Regions from separate parts of the Sarcophilus harrisii genome. Here region 2 is linked to region 1. The links are chromatin contacts, called in public Hi-C maps. All regions are on one chromosome and are shown on one strand. The core of a region is the stretch at or near the end of the contact, and the rest is flanking DNA. Distances in the headings are between cores, read along the strand shown. Region 1 holds the start of IFT22 (intraflagellar transport protein 22 homolog). Region 2 holds the start of LOC100925452 (zinc finger protein 736).

Region 1 (2,700 bases), core at 99-2,598:
GCAGAGTGATAGCATTTTTATTTTGTTCCACTAAAGGTTGGGTTCACAGAGTCACAGGGATTGAAATCAGAAAGACCCTTCACTGACATGCAGTACAACAACACATTCCCCAAAAGACACCCCCATTGCAGCGGGCCAAGGCACTTCACTGGGTCTGTCTCAACAGTAATTACAACTGGGCTAACTGGCTTCTGTGGTTCCCCTCATGACCCCACAGCCGAGTTCTCTCGGCTCCTGGCAGGATCAGTGCCCGTCCGCATAAAACCTGAGGCTCTGGCCATGGGACCTTGATTCCAGCAGCAGGAAGGAGGACGTCAGACTCGCGGATGCTCCGAGTCCCCGCTGGTGTGACTTTGGGCAGGGCGTCTGTTTCGCCTCCCTGGGTCTCAGTTTATTTGTGAAATAAGAGGGTCAGTCTAAGGGTTCTAGTGCCCTGAGATCTGTAATCCCTATGATTTTTATCAAGTGACTCCATCCCTGGATCCCGAGGTAACGCATTTGCAAAATTTGAGGCTGATCCTCTAAGGCTGGGGCTTCACCTTTTTGGGGTGGAATTTTATAATTTGGAAAGAAATTAATTCCCAAACACATGTTTTAAAAAGCTTCCTGCCCCGATCAGGGGTCCTTGTTCTGAAGGCTCTTGGTCTGTCTCTGGCCGCGGGGGGCTCAGTTGCTCCCACACTCCGACAGAACGCAAGCCCCCTGAAGGCAACGTCTGTTTCCGCCTCTCTGGGCCCAAGCCCAGCTCAGCACAGAATTTAGCCCCAGAGGAAGTGCGAGGGGACTGGGCTAGACATTCAAGGGGGGCGGGGCCTTTCGGCAGCAAACCTACCATTCCTCTGACTGCAAGCCCCTCACCCTCTCCAAGCCTCAGTTTCCACGTTTGCCGAAAGAGGGGATTCGACGGCAAGGATTCAGGCTCTAGCTCCGCGATCTAAGTCGCGCCCCTCCCCGGGTCTCAGTTTCTCCGTCGGTCGAGGGGGTGGGCACCCCGCCCCTCCCCCACAGCCCTCCCCCACCCCTAACCCGGGAGCACCGCCCCAGGGTAGGGCGGAGGACTCGAGTCGGGTCCGCCCTCGCCCTCACTTCCGCCCCTGTTCCCAGAGGAAGACGCCGAGGTTCGGGGGCGGCCACACGGCCCGCAGGCCGCCCCCCTCACCCCCCGCCCGCCGCGCCCACCTCACAAGGCCCCACGAACAGGATCTTGGCCTTAAGCATGGCGCCGGCCCTGTTCGCCCGGGCATCTCCCGCCGCCAGGCCTGGGCCCCAGCCCGCAGGCGCCGCCGTTGCCAGGACTCCGAGATCCGCGTGGGGCGTGGCCTAGAAGAAAGTTCTCGCTGATTTGCTACCCTTGTGTTTCCATGGTGACAAGGGCGGGGCAGGCAGGCGCGCTCGCTGCGCAGCCGCAGTTTCTCAGGGAGCGCGCGCGGGGGGTGCGCACGGCGGCGGCGGCGACGAGACTGGCGACGGTTTAACTGCTCCGGGTTCCCTAGTTCCCTGAACCTACCTTGACCTCGCACTCACTCCGTATAGCGCCCCCCATCGTCTCATCTTACAGATAGGGAAACAGGCTCAGGAAGGGGCGTGGCTTTTTAGGCACAGGCCACAGATTCCCTGATCAGAGCTGGAAGGCGTTGCAGGGATTCCCCCTCCCCCCTTCCCTCCTCCCCTCCCCCCTCCGCTTTTACAATTGGAGAAACTGAGGCCCAGAGAGGGGAAGTGACCCCGTCAGGGTCAAACGGCAGCCCCTCGTTAATGCCTTCCTCTGCCATCCGGCCTGGCCAGGTCCTGGGGGGGCTGGGGGGGGCTGGCCCCTCCCCCATTGGCTTAGACCCCCGAGTCAGATTATCCGGGACCCGAACCTCGGAAACCGGAATATTTATTTGTTCGTTCCGAAGGTCTCGGTGCCGTCTAAAGTGACGAGGATAAAAAAGCCCCTCCCCCTCCCCCCCATAAAGGCTTGTTTTAATTCTGGAAATAGGAGTTTTTGCGACCACCCTAGGAAGCCTGGGATAGCGCCGGGGGGAGGGGCTGAGCTGTCCCACTTCAAAGCCCCTTTCTACCTTCTGAGTCAAAGCAGGCATGGCACAGTTCTGTCAGAAGGGGGAGCAAGAGCGCGCTATAAATTACTTTATTCTTCAGTTTTGGGGTTTTCCCCCTTGTCTCTTCATCCTCTAGTCCGAGCTTCTATCACCCCACGCCTAATTTTTTTTCATTTAAGCCTTTGCTAAAATACTTGGGTTGATGGAGAATCCACTACCTCCGATTTTGGATGACGATCCAAACTTTCTAATAATATGACTTTCATTATCGGCAAGTTCTTCCTTAAATGAACTCTACACTTGTCTCCTCACACCGTCCTTAGCTTTACCTGCCTGAATAAAGCAGCTATCGTCTCCCATGTGATTATTTTTCAGATATTCAGGTAAAGGTTAAGGTCATTTAATTCTTTTCTAAACCAAGAATTTTTTTTTTTTTTTTTTTACTGATTTTTTAAAATTTTAATTCGACAAAGGAGAAGCTTGATAACATCCCCACCCACCGGCCAGCAGGGGAAGAGAAGAGGGCATTTTGCTTTCCATGGTGCCATGCTTGGCCAAGTACAGGGCTTGACTTCCTGGCAGGAAATATCAGGTTCACTCATGGGTTGGTAGATCTGTTTGGCAGGGTTAGAGACTTGGTACTGTTTGCAGTCAACCA
Region 2 (2,943 bases), core at 136-2,635, 240 kb after region 1:
ACATTTCAATGGAACTGACCTCCTAGTTCCTTGAAAGAAGACTGTCCTTTTCCTCTTTTTTTGTCTCTAATATTCAGCATAGCGCTGGGCATATAGTAAGCACTTAATATTTACTGATTCTCTCCAGTATAGACAATAATGTCTTCCCTTCTCCTTTTTGCATAAGCAAACATAAGGCTCCTTATTTCTTCCCTGACATATAACAGACGTTTTCTTCTTCGGACGCACATAACTAGCTAGATTTCCAAAGAGGTTTCTATGTGTGTGTGTGTGTACATATATATAATAGGGGGCTTTTCTCTCGCAAAAACAAAGAGGGCTCTTCCCCACTGAGTCCTTCTCTGATGCATTCTCTGACTCCTACCCACATGCTCGCTCTCTCGCGCTCCCTTTTTTCTCCTCTCTTTCCTCCCTTCCTCTCCAACCTTTCCCTTTCCTCTCATCTCAGAATTCGGTTAACGAAGGTGGTGAAGCACCAGTTAGAAGTTAATATAAACATTTAACTTCACAGAAACCGTGACATGAACCCTTGCTCTTCCTTCATTTTGCAGATGAGGAAACCAAGGCTCGGAGAGAGTTCAGTGAGCTGGGAGCACAGGTTTGGCCTCTGTAACGTCATGGTGCGAGAAGGAACCGTCCCTAGGCTGCCCCAGGGGCCCCAGAGGCGCCGGACACAGACACGGGGTTGAGCCTGCTTCCCGTTCTGGGGCGGGAAGAGCCGGGGCGCATGCGCGCCCGCGCCCTCATTCACGCAAAAGGAAACTGAGGCCCGGGAAGCCACTTGGCCCCGGTCACACCCACCCACCCACGCAGGGGCCCTTCCTTGCTGCCCGATTCTCCAACCCGAAGTGGGGTCGGCATTTTCTCACCTCTGCGCCCACCCAGACCCCCTTCCCCGGGCATCCCACGCGCCTGCGCGGAGCTCAGTCGCTCCGACTACTCTCCAGAGCCCTCAAACATCCCCCTCCCGCGGGTAGGTCGCCGTGCGCCTGCGCACATGGAGGTCCGCAGCAGTCAGACCCGGAGGTGTCCCCAACCCCTCCCCGCGCCTGCGTAGAGAGGGCCAGCTCCCAGAGCGAGCTTCCCACCAACCATAACACGAGCCAGCCGGCTGACTCCGCCTCCGGCCCGCCCCCATCGACATCATAGCCACTCTCCACGCAAAACAAACAAATAAACAAGTAAACAAACAAACAAACCCTCTCCGGGACTGCGGCAGCCGCCGCCCTGGTCGAACGCTACCCGCTGCCTCGGTCCGATCGAGCCACGGAATCCGTCAGGAGCGAGGTGGCCAGCGGAGAGTGGTCCGGGCTAGAGATGGCGGCGCGCCTGCGCGGGCACCCCCCCCAGAAGCCCCTCCTTTAGACAACCTCAGAGCCCGAGAACTACAATTCCCAGAAGTCTTCGGGCCTCCATGCTTCCGCTTTACCACGAGGCCGTCCAAGAGGAGGGGCCAGGAGGCACCAGTCAGGAGGCGCGTAGCCAAAGGGGCGGGGTCTCATGCCCAGGACACGCCTTATGGTCCAGGTCTCCCTGGAGAGAGCCCCAGAGACTGGTCTCTTGCCTGTCAGCTTCAGTTTCCTCATCTGTAAAATGAGAATAATAACACCTATTCCTCGAGATTGTTGGGAGGATCCAGTGAGACATCTGAAAAGCGCTCCGCAAACCATTTTTATTTCTAAAGTGAGACAATGTTTTGGAAGTACTCGGCCCCATAGCCGACGCATCGTAGGCTCTGAAAGGGTGTTTGATGGTGGAGGCCATGGGGAGCCACGGGAGTTTATGGAGGGGAGGTTATTTGGGAGATGAGCCCACGCAATTCAAAGCGAATCCCAGAAAACATTTAAAGAACAGTTAATCCCTATATAAACTATTTGAAAAAATAGTTAAAGTCCTTCCAAATTTCTTTCATGACACAAATATAGTTTTGATACTTATCCCAAAGAGAGTGAAAATAGAAAAAGAAAAAATGTCTCTACTGAATATTAATGCAAAAATTTTAAAATAAAATACTAGCAAGGAGATTACAGCAAGATATATCACAGAAGGTACATTATGATCAGATGGAATTTGTACCAATTATGCAGTTAGTTCAATATTAGGAAAACTATTAGCATAATTGAGCACATCAATAACAAAATCAATAGAAATCATATGATTATCACAAAATGTGCAGAAAAAGAATTTGAGAAAATATCACACTTATTTCTTTTTAAAAACACTAGAATCGGGACAACTAAGTGGTACAGTGGATAGAGCACCAGCCCTGAAGTCAAGAAGACCTGAGTTCAAATCTGGCCTCAGACACTTAATGCTTCCTAGCTGCATGACTTTGGGCAAGTCACTTGATCCCAATTGCCTCAGCAAAAAAAACAAAAACAAAAACACTAGAAAGCATAGTTATTAATGGAGGTTTCTTAAAATGATAAGTATCTAGAATCAAAAGCAACCATTATTTGTAATAGAGACAAAGTTAAAGCCCAGTAAGATCAGAGGTAAAGCAAGGATGTCCATTAATGTCACTTTCATTCAATATCATCTTGGAAATCCTGGCTATAGCAATATTACAAGAAAAAGAAATTAAAGGAATAAAAAAGGAAACAAAACTATCACTCTTTGCAGATGGTATAAGAGTATAGTTAGAAAACCCTATGGAATAAATTTAAAAACTGGTTGAAACAATCTCAGTGAAGTTGTAGAAAATAAAATAAACCCACACAAATCAACAATAGTTTTATATATTACTAATAAAACTCAGCAAGGAAATAGAAAAATTCCATTTAAAATAACTACAGACAATATAAAATACTTGGAAGTCTACTTAAACCCAGAGACAATATGAACAATATACTCTATCTCTTCCCCTATGTGTAGATCTGACAAGCATATTTTCCCATGCTCCTCTGATTTATTCATAGTACCCTTTCTGTCTAAATCATTTAT

The links. A called contact is a pair of places that touch in the nucleus more often than the background predicts.
Region 2: a Hi-C map of heart shows a contact between it and region 1, with 7 times the contacts expected there. The contact joins the promoter of LOC100925452 here to the promoter of IFT22 in region 1. A contact is called at or near these places in 2 of 3 Hi-C or Micro-C datasets (fibroblasts and heart).

What each region holds. Positions count from the first base shown.
Region 1 is chr4:451,931,380-451,934,079 of mSarHar1.11, forward strand. IFT22 (intraflagellar transport protein 22 homolog) reads right to left here and starts at 1,349. Exons shown (of 5, transcript XM_031968039.1): 1 at 1,180-1,349; 2 at 1-30. COL26A1 (collagen alpha-1(XXVI) chain) reads left to right here and starts at 1,728. Exons shown (of 14, transcript XM_031968034.1): 1 at 1,728-2,425.
Region 2 is chr4:452,168,611-452,171,553 of mSarHar1.11, forward strand. It overlaps LOC100925452 (zinc finger protein 736), which reads right to left and starts at 1,386. Exons shown (of 5, transcript XM_031968035.1): 1 at 1,200-1,386.